3 separate regions of the Zea mays genome follow, and all the other regions are linked to region 1. Evidence: chromatin contacts called from public Hi-C data. All regions are on one chromosome and are shown on one strand. The core of a region is the stretch at or near the end of the contact, and the rest is flanking DNA. Distances in the headings are between cores, read along the strand shown.

The links. Hi-C and Micro-C count contacts between places; a contact is called where the count stands out from the background.
Region 2: a Hi-C map of tassel shows a contact between it and region 1, with 2.9 times the contacts expected there. The contact joins the enhancer-like site here to the promoter of LOC103647091 in region 1. A contact is called at or near these places in 5 of 25 Hi-C or Micro-C datasets (ear, leaf, leaf mesophyll and 1 more).
Region 3: a Hi-C map of ear shows a contact between it and region 1, with 3 times the contacts expected there. The contact joins the promoter of LOC100192531 here to the promoter of LOC103647091 in region 1. A contact is called at or near these places in 8 of 25 Hi-C or Micro-C datasets (bundle sheath, ear, leaf and 2 more).

What each region holds. Positions count from the first base shown.
Region 1 is chr2:149,089,897-149,093,306 of Zm-B73-REFERENCE-NAM-5.0, forward strand. LOC103647091 (neurogenic protein mastermind-like) reads right to left here and starts at 1,719. Exons shown (of 4, transcript NM_001301531.1): 1 at 1,658-1,719; 2 at 986-1,059; 3 at 789-864; 4 at 1-521. The coding sequence starts at 1,015.
Region 2 is chr2:149,229,069-149,232,832 of Zm-B73-REFERENCE-NAM-5.0, forward strand. No RefSeq gene overlaps it. Among protein-coding and RNA genes, the nearest start is that of LOC100501632, 53 kb to the right of the region's middle. Within about 2 kb of position 1,808, at least 15 of the 20 cell types and tissues checked have an H3K27ac peak or open chromatin away from gene starts, as enhancers often do. A contact at or near this core is called in ear, leaf, leaf mesophyll and 1 more, where this site is marked.
Region 3 is chr2:149,288,975-149,292,580 of Zm-B73-REFERENCE-NAM-5.0, forward strand. It overlaps LOC100192531, which reads right to left and starts at 1,890. Exons shown (of 2, transcript NM_001137750.1): 1 at 884-1,890. The coding sequence starts at 1,877.

The DNA.
Region 1 (3,410 bases), core at 469-2,968:
CTTGACGGTCTTGGGGTCCTTGGCCGCGGCGGCCTGCGCCTGCGCCTGCGCTGCCGCCGGGAACGGCATCGGCATCGGCATGCGACCTGCGCCCATGGCCATGAGCTCCGGATGAGCAAACTTCATCCCGTTCATCTGCATCTGCTGCTGCATCTGCATCAGCTGCTGCGGCGTCGGCTGCGAGTGCGGCAGCGCCACCACTTTCGCGCCGGCGCCGGCGCCGCCCGCTCCACCCTTGGGCTGCTGCTGCTTCTGGCCCTGGCCCTGGCCCTTGCCGGCGGCGTTCTTGGGCGGCTGACCCTTGCCGCCTGCGTTCTTGGGCGGCTGGCCCTGGCCCTTGCCCCCGGCATCCTTGAGCTGCAGTTTCTCGAGCTGGGTCGCCACGGCAGGCTTGGCGGTGGCGCCCCACAGCTGCGCCGGCTTCCCGGCCTTGTGCAGCTTCCTGATGACGGTGTCCGGGTCCATGAGCCCGGACACCGTCACCTTGCCCTCCGCCGCATTAACCGTGCTCTGGTACACCCCTGCAACACCCACCAATCCATGCCCAGCGCATTTGTATTAGAACAGAAGAAAACAAGTTATTTTCGGAATGGACACAAGGGTTATCGTCCATCGTTTCTGTTACGGAGAAGAAGAGAGCAGGCGAGCAGCCTCTCCCCTCCGGCTGAGCTGGTCTCACTCTCAAGTCTCACCCTGGCAGGCAGAGAAGACGAACACGAAAGAACGGCAAACAATAACAAAAAAAAGGCAAGCGGTTCGCGGCTTTATAAAGAAGGAGAACGTTTTACCATCGATCTTGTGAAGCACCTTCTTGACTTTCTTAAGGCAGCCGTCGCAGTGGATGTTCACCTTGAGCTCGAGGGTCTGTGCGCCCAGACAGAAAAACGCCGCAGGAGAAGACATGGCATGCAGGGTGAGCGCGAACCGGGATCAGCGGCCAGCCCTGCCTGATTGACTAAAATGACAGGCAAACAGAAGAACTCACCTGCACTTTCAGGGTATCCTCGCGGCTCATCCTGACCGACTTCGTCGTCGTCACGCTCCGCCGCGGCCTCAGATCTGGTACGTGAGAGCACTGGAATTAGGGAGGGAGGAGAAGAACAGGGACGGCGGCGGCATGGGAAGAAGGAAGCATTCCTCGTCTCGTCTGCCTGCCTCTCGACTCCGGCTCCACTCCGCGGAGAGGGAGAGAGAGAGAGAGAGAGGAGGAGCGGAGGGACCTCACTCACACGAGGAATGAATAGGAATAAAATCTACTCCGGGAGAAAGAGCGAGAGAGAGAGAAGAGAGACGCAGTCACGCAGGAGACGAGACTTAACAGCAGGCCAGGCCATGACAGGCCCTCGCTTGTTAGAGTCCGTGTCTGCGGAAAACCAAGAGCTCGTCTCGTAATAGGAAGGCTGTCAAGCGAACGCCTGCAGTGAGTCGGCACCGTCTGGTCCAGCAGGTCTCCCGGACCGGACCAGGAGAAAGAGAAACCCAAAAAGAAAGAAAAAAGAAAGAAAGAAAGGTGGGACTGGGAGGTAGGAGGAGGAAGAGAGACTCTCGTCTCCTGGCTCCCGACTACCCCCGCCCCACCTACCTCACTCTAGGAGTGTCTACAAGAAAGCTAAGCACATAGAGGAACGGAGTGGAGTACTGCAGTGGAGTCCATTACCTTCTTTGCCCTGGAAGCGCAAGGAAGGCCTTTGGCTTTCTTCCTCCTCCTGCTCAGATCAGAGCGAGAAGGCTCTTGTGTTGTGTGAAAGATGGCTGCCCAAAGCGCGGTTTAAATAGGCTCTGACATGGTGGGTGGTCTTCCTGTGTTCTCCTTCAAGGATTTCTAATTTTAGATACAGGTCCTCCTGTTATTATTAATTCCACCTGGGTTGGTAAATTCTTTATTATTATAAACTTTTAGAGCCATGTAAAATATCAACTGTTTCCTATCAGTACGGTTTCTTTGAACGAAAAGAAAACATAAAAAATGACCCATACCATGACCTTAAGGAATGTTTGATACAATAGAGCTAATAGTTAACGACTAAGACCCCGTTCCATTTTAGTCCTATTTAACATAAATTGTCAAACGGTAGAACTAATACAGATACTAAATTGTTTTAGTCTCTAGCCTCTCAAGAGGTGACTAAAAAAGAATAAACCATATAAATTTCATATTGTGCCACTTCTTTATTTCAGTTGCACTAATGACGAAAGGTTGCTAAAGGATATTTTAGTCCTCTTACGATTCATTTAATGCATTGTGAATACTTTTAGTCGCTAGAACCAAACATGGTAGTGACTAAACTTTAGTCACTGGACTAAAGTAACCAAACATACTCTAAAATTAACCGAAGACATCCAAACACACTAGTTAATGGTTCAAATATTAGCTATTTTCAGTAAATTAGTTAATAATTAACTAGTTAATTTCGCTAACGATTTTTTAGCCGACTAACTATTATCTCTAGTGTATTTAAATACATCCTAAATTTCTATCACTTGTTGGGTAGTTTCTTCGGGGCTCCTTTGAATTGCAATAATTCTAGAGAAATCATAAAGAAAATTCACAGGAATCGGTTAATTTTCATATAAAAAAACACAGGAAACGGGAAAGAATCCTCCGCCGTTCCGAAGCAGAGTAAACTCTTCAAATTTTATATTTTATTTTACTTTGGTGGTGACGATGGACAGGGTTAACTGAAGTATATCGCTACCAGCCGGACGCCATCTGCAGGCCTCGCGCCAGCCATCTGCTGCCACTGACCGGCCGCGCACGACGACGCGGCGTCCACTGCCGAGCGCGTCAGTTTGGATGGAGAAGACGACGGTGGCCAGCGCATTAACAACCCTCAGTGATCATCATCATCGCGTCCACGCCATCTGCTTCTCTCTCTTTTTTCCCCCCTTCTCCTTTTGATCTGTTAGTCTGTTACTGTCCTCTAGTGGTAGCAGTAGTAACTCTTCTTCAAGTACCCCCACAAAAATTTCTCTTCTTCCGTTAGCGTGTCAGTGTCTTCTAGCAGCAACTCGTTTTTTTTTGAAAAAAAAAATAAAACTTCTGTAGCTTGGACAAGGTTCACTGTACGATTTGGCCTCAGCAGCCTGAGACAAACAAGAGAGCGGACGGCGAAATGCGTGGGGAGAGCCAGGCCATGGTTGAACCAGTAGTGCCAGTCGCCATGGTTCCTGTTCTGTCCAGGACCACTCCAGGTTGTTGTTCATGCCATAGGCACACGGCGAGGTAGCACTCGGTACATATCGACAGAATTAACATATACTCGATTAGTTAGTAATTACTCCATCCGTGCTAAAATATAATTTATTTTCGAACTAAACAGATATTTATTAATTAACATATAAATGTAGTTTATATGTACGTTCGTCGTCGTCGATGGAAAAAAAGAGGCCTAAAAAAAACTATATTTTTG
Region 2 (3,764 bases), core at 558-3,057, 140 kb after region 1:
AGATCTCGCTACCGGGAGGGACCCCGTCGAGGAGGAGAGATCCTAGGAGGTGTCTAGGCTCGGCAGGCCGAGCTAGACTTCTCTAATCGACGTAAGAGTTGAAGAGAAGCGAAGAATTTGGGAATTGAAAGATTAACCTAGAACTACTACTAAGAATAAATGTAAATTGTATTGACTGAGGGTTCGATTGATTGATTAAATCAGCCTTATTCCTCTGCTTTTATAGTGGAGGGGGGCTGGACCGTTACCAACAAAATTCCGAGCTAATCCCGAGATTCTCGCCAAAACTCGGAACCATAATCTGTTCGGCGCTTGCGCGGACCGTCCAACCCACAGTCGCGGACCGTCCGGCCTCAGGGTCGAACCGTTCGGTGCTCTTTTTAGTGTTCAACAATACGGGAACCGTGGATATGTTCTGTGCTACTGAATCACTGGATTGCAATTGTTATGTACTGAAACCAGTTACTTCTCGGTTCTCTGTCCATGCTGATACGTCTGTGCCATTTCTCTGTGCTGTTGACGCATTTCAGTAACAGCTGAGTCCCGAGGGAGAAGAAGAAGGTATCCTCTGCTATGCCCACGTTAGGTCAGCCCATGAGCTCTATCATCGCCTTCATGACCGATTCTTTGCTTATCTCCCCTATTCTTGATCTTGGCTCCTGCTGTTGACTCCATCTGCCTGTCTTGCAGTTCATGGAAGACCCAATTGGCTCATGTTCTATGCAACTCCATGCAGTGGAGACATTGTGGATTCTGTGATGGGCTAATTGCACTATTCCCTGTTGATTTCAGAGGCAGGGGTGAACTGTGATGGGCTAATCGCACTATTCCCTGTTGAGTGTCAGGAACAGTCACAACTCGTAACAAGTTGAAGGAAACATTTATTTATGCTTTTTATATGCTATCAGCTGCAGCAAAAGTTAGCACAGATGCTGTCCACCCTTATCAAGATTGCTGAAGAGTTCAGTGCTGCAGTGCACAGCACCAGCCAAGGTGAGATTTCCTGTTTAACATTTAAATACTAATTACGAGTATTAAATATAATCTAATTATAAAATTAATTATAGATGCGAAGACTAAATGATGAGAAGAATTTATTAAAACTAACACGATTAAAAAAATGTTTACTGTAACATAGCATCCTATGAGCAAATCATGGACTAATTATGTTTAATAGGTTCATGTTGTCGCTTAGGTCTAATCTATATAATCAGTTTTATAATTAGATTATATTTAATACTTCTAAATGGTATCAAAACTTAGCCTCTCCATCCAAATAGGGACAGTTCTGTATCTGTATCTATTCCAAGAGTTTATTAATCGATGGATTTCAAATTGTAAGATGTCTCCTTTTCTATTCCAGTGATTTATGAACCAAGTGATGGCATGTTCTTAACCGATTCCAAGAAACCAGCAGGTGGTCACTCGCCACGTTGTAAACCCCAAAAGTCTATTTAGGAGTATAGGTAGTTTTTTTCTTTCTTTCTAAGAGAGACAAGGGTTATTTGAATTTTATTTTCTTGTGTGAATTATACATTTTAAAATTATTTCTTTAAATAAATGCTAAAAATATATTTATGTTGCATGCATGCTAGATATTTTGATCGTTGCACTTGTGTTTAAATTGAATATAAAGTCTGTTTCAATTAGATTTGAAATAGGAAAAAAACAGAAAATCTAAAAAAAATAAAAAAAGAGAAAACTCCATGTGTCCGAGCCACCTTTTTCTCGGCCCAACATCACCCGCTCTCACCCTCTATCGGTTGGGCCGAGATGGCCACGACCCGTTTACCGCATAGACCGACCTAGTCCGGCTGACGCTGAAGCCGTATTTTCATGTGGGCGTCTTCACCCTAGGAGTGTGCCCCGCGTACGGGTGCTCGTGTCCAGAGTCTGATGTGTGGTCGTGTGGGGGTACATCACTAGAGCCATCGTTTTTATTAAGAATTCACACCTCTCCATGGGCGGGAGTCTCTGCTCTGCCATCATCGGTGAACATCTTTTTCGTTGATTCGCCTTACCCTTCGCTTAGAGTCACACGTTTTTATCAGGAATTCGAGTCGGTGAGCATCTTTACCGTGGATTCGTCTTACCCTTCGCTTAGAGTCACATGTTTTTATTGGGAATTCGAGTACCCGAGCGTCGCGATTGTTACTCAGGCGAGGGCGTCGCCGCTGCAGTGATGTCGTGGGGGAAGGAACAAAGTTGATCGTTGATCGGGAATCGGGTGGTCGTGATTACATCCTTGTGTACCCCTTCGATATTTAAATCTCAGACATCGATCTGGAGTTAGTTGGCCAGGCGAGGGCATGAAATTTGTCCGTGGCAATTTTTTAAAAGAGACCCTATGTTTTTGAGGAATAAACCTATGGTCATATACAATTAAAGAGTTGTAACACCCGTGGTGTTATAATAACAAAAACTTGGTCATGTCATCATATGCATTGCAAGCATTTTGAATGTTTAACATTAGTATGCATCAACTAGGGCAACGTTAATTCAAATTGAATGTGATTTTAGGCTAAAGTGTGCTTAAAATCAAAATCTTGTTTAAGATTAAAATTCGAAATATCATCTTCCAAAATAATGAGAATTTGGTTATAGACCAAATAAGAAAGATAGATCTTTTCTAATAGAACAACTTTGTTTTTGTGTGTTATCCAAGTACTTCTATCCAAATTTGAAATTTAAATCACATTTAAATTGCTTTTCTTTGCCCAAATTTAAAATTTCAAAATCTAAAAGGAATTTGGGTATGGTCCAAAAACCATAGTTGTAGATCTTGTAAAAAGTGAACACTTTTTTTGGAGATTTTCAAGTTGTTATACAAATTTGAAAGTAATTTTGAAAATTCAAAACGGGGAGGATTTTAGTTACAGTAACTAAATCAACTTCAGTTTTTAGAGTTTCATTGTTGTTGCTCGATCTGTTAAGTTTTGATCAACGAGCCTTATATCAAAGTTGTAGAGCTATGATTGATGAGCAACTTCTATTCTTGGAGATCGACGTGTGGCTACATGAAATCAGGAGAAAACTCGATCTCAAGTTGTGGTTTCAAGCGATGAATAGTGCTCTTTCACACCTTCCTCTGTCTGTTTCACCGGCCACCGCTGCTGCCATTCACCGCGCGTGTCAGTCTTCCACCCATAATCCAACGAAGTTGTAGAGTGCACAAATGGCAAGATCTTTACTGCAATAAAAAAGACTGCTCGAAGACAAGAAGGGCAAGTGGGTAGAACAATTACCTAAAGTACTATGGGGCTTGAACACAAAGGAGTCCCGCGTGACAGGGTTCACGCCCTTCAGGCTGATGTATGGAGCCGAGCTAATAACTCCACAGTAACTTAAGTATGGCTCACCCCGATCAGACCCCAGAGCCACTCTAGGCATCGACGAACTAACAACAAAAGACCTCTGTCGGAGGGAAAATCCTCCGGCCGGGTGGCGGAATGCACTCGCCCTAATCCTAATATGAGGAGGGGGCCTAAGCGGTTGCCTGTTTGGTGAATTTTGGATGAACACAAGAGGACTCGAGGGATTATAGTGGTTCAGGCCGCCGGAGCGTAATACCCTACCTCCACTGTGTGTAAGTTCTATTGAGTGTGTGATTGAGTGTATCCCTTGTAACGCTGTGTGCTTTCCCTTTTATAGTTTAAGAGAGGCACATACAAGGATGTTGAGCCCCGACATACGGGCCCAGGAGCATAATGGAAGAAATACATTATGTGAATAATTAATATTGATAGCACACCAAGATCTTTATT
Region 3 (3,606 bases), core at 640-3,139, 200 kb after region 1:
GCATTCAGTAAACTTGATGAAGTTTGCATTTCTTTCCAGAGACAATATTGGAGGGACTTAACTTTTGTTCAGTTCATTTTTTTTTCTTGACTATTCAATCTTAGGTATCTCTAGTTTTCTATCTTGCTAATCATAGCATCCCATCTTGGAATATATACAAATGCTCACTCCCTTGAAGAAAAGAAGCACATACTACTGAGAAGAAAACAATGGGGGTCGATTAAACATTTAAACTACTTAATAAAGGTGTTCGTTATTTCCGACTGGGCAGAAAAATAACTGTCAAGTTCTCCAAATATCAACTATACAGAAAAAATTATGAACTTAACATTCTGCTTTCAGGATAGCAGTTGACATCATTTGCTGCTGTTCGCTTTCCTTATTATGTGTTAATTTATGAGCTTGAGATGAAAATAAATGACTGATTGGATTATTGTTTAGGCTTTGAAGATTATTATAAGATGAATAAAATGAAAACTAGTATCTAGTGTTTGCCATGCTGATCTATCAAGTTCTTACACATTTAAGTAGCCTTATATGGTATCTGAAGAGGGGTCATGAATTTGTGCAGCAGCCTAACAGGTGAACTGAGAAAATAAATCAAAGGACAACGGTATCAAGAGAGACAACTGCAAAGCATGAGAAATACATTTTCTGCCTAATTCAACATCAGTACACAATTTCTGCCTATGATGTATAATTTTTCCGCAGTCCTACTTATTGTTGTATAACTAACAGAATTGTAGAAGTAATCATGTTGTACACAAACCTGGTCACTTATTCAATAAGACATAATTTACCTTGACAATGTACTGTGTCCTTAGTTGGCATTGCAATCTACCACAGACACAAGATCTACTAAAACAACTAAATAAGTACTCACCAGGGACAGGATCCGGCGTCTTCTGCTCCTCCTTGGGGACTTGGACGTGAAAAGGCATTCCCTTGTACTGAATCAGGTCAGGCTGCTTCGGTTCATACCGCTCCCCATCAGGCAGAGAAATGTAGAACCCCAGGACATCTCCTTCCCCGTACCCTTCATCAGCATACTTGTCCCTCCAAGCCTTAGTCACCTTGGCGCCATCGACGTCACGGTACCCAAACCCATAGGCGTCGAAGCCGACGGGCGTCTGGAGGTCAGCCTTGTTGGTGGCCCATCCAAGGCGGGTGTGGCCGGTGGGGCCGAGGTGCACGACCTTGACCTCGAAGTACCACGCCCCTGCCGCAACGCCGCGGGTCGCGCGCACCATGCGGAATCCCTTGGTGCTGGCCGCGGTGAGGCGGTCCTCTGAGAGCTCGATCCGCTCGGACTTGAAGACGCGGGAGAGGAGCACAGGCTGGCCGGGCGCGTCGTCGGAGCGCTCGGCGGCGAGGCGGGTCGCGGGGACGAGGAGGAACTCCTCCTCGCCGCCGGCGTTGGGCCTAGGGTTGGAGCCTCTGGCGGCCCCGGCGGGGCCGCCGGAGCCGTGGCCGAGGCCGCCCGGCTGCCTCGCCTTCTTCTTGCCCTTGCGGGAGGCCGGGCGGGTCCAGACGCTGTTGCCGCCCTTCTTCTTGGACGGTTTCTTGGCGGGCGGGGCGGGCGGCGCGAGCGTCATGTGCTTGCCGGCGGTGCCCCCCGACGGGTTGGTGATGCCGTCGTCCGAAGCGAGGGCGGCGTCGGAGGCGTCGGCGGGGGTCGGGGTGGCGTCGGAGAAGGGGGTGTCCGGATCTAGGGAGGCCGGGGTGTCCGGGAGGCTCGGCGTCTGCGCCCCGGAAGCAGGGGTGCCGGCTGGTGGGGAGAAGGGCGGCGGCGGGGAGAGGTCGGGCAGAGGTTGCGCTACGGGTGACGGTGGCGAGGGAGAGGGCGCGAACGCCGCCGCCGCGGCGTCGTCAGCCATCGCGATGGTGGGGAGGGACGAGGGGGTCAGTTTCTGAACTTGGAGGTTCAAATGGCGGGGGTAATCTTCTGTTGTCTCGCATCTAAACCTGACCATGGGTTGAAAATTGCAGCCCACGCCCGGACCCAAAGGTCGTTGGGTCGTTAGATTGTTTTAGTGTTGGGCCCAGCTCGATCGGAAAACTACATCGAGCCAGAAATCTTGGCCTTGTCCACTCATCGAAATGGTACCATGGAAATTCAGGTCGTATCTAAAGGTAGCCGACGGCAATATTTGATCTTGTTAAGGTTGTTGCTGGCTTGCGGTCGCACGGTAGCGGCAAGAGAAGAAGCAAAAAAACTAATTACTCATAAGTATTCCATCGAATACCTTGGGTGCGTGTAACAAAATAGGCATATAGTACCAATTCTCTAAATATGTCGCTATCAAAAACCTTCATAATAAGCAGTATACTTGTGTTGGCTTGATCTAGGGCCAAACACTAGGGTGAACCATCTGGCGATGTTCTCTGCGGGAGCACAGACAGTCTGAGGCTTAGGGCCGGATAGTCCGCGACCTCATTGTAGGAGCGACTGCTCTCTGTGTCATTCCAGACGGTCCACATACTGGGCCCGAACGGTCTGCGACACCACAGAGTCGTCTTCTTTCTCAGAAACTCTAGAACTCACCTCTAACGAGTGACCCCGTTAGGGAGGAGAGTTCCAAGATATGCCCTGGGGTCAGCAGGCCACCCGAGACGTCCCTAGACGACGTAGAGTCAAAGAGGGATGAAGAATGGGATTGGGGAAAAGCTAAACTAGATCTAAATTACTAATAAGGTAGATTGTATTGATAGATGCAATTGTGGATGCCCTCAGTCGATCATACTCCTTTATATTTATAGGGGAGGCCTTGACTCGCTCCTAGGCGCTTCCCAACAAGTTCCCACGTGATGGGTGGATAAGCATGTGCGGGAAAGAGACTTTTACTTGAGAGCTAATCTAATCGTGGACCATCTGGGCTACATCCGCGGACCGTCCGGCTGTGCTCAAGTGCCAAATATAGTGCTCAACATATGCCCCGACCTTTGTGTAAGCTTAGGCGAACCAAAAGCACTGGTACCAGTTGTAAACAACTCAATGTGAATCCATCTCTTCTCTAAGCATCTTGTCATACACTAGGATCATATTGCTTTAAGAAGCGGCCATTCAACGCATTGAGTAGTTCATCACCTCACAAAGTCTGCAACATATATGCATTACCAGATATCGCATATGTAACTCTTTAAGGCCCTTCCCAACTTGGGGACCATTTGCCAAATTTTCGGTCCCAACCATGATCTTGTCTTCCTCAATCTCCCTTAGAGCCATGACTCTCTTGCTGGTCACCGCATCAATATTATCCATCATCAAATCATGATAGTCACCGACAGTTAAATCATTTTGCCTGACAAACCTGATAGCATTTAGACTTATCTCCACAAGCAAAACAACTTTCTGCCCATACACAAGCATCAAAAGAAGAAACCTTAGTAGCATGGTGCTTAGATATTCTATGAACCCATAAAGGCTCAGACAAAACCTTATGCCACTACATAGGATGATCAAATATCTTCTTTTTAATAAGGCTAATCATTGTCCTATTGCTAGACTCGGCCTGACCATTGGCCTAAGCATAATATGGTGATGAATTGAGCAATTTGATCTTATACAATTCAGCAAACTCACATACCTCTTTTGACATGAAAGAA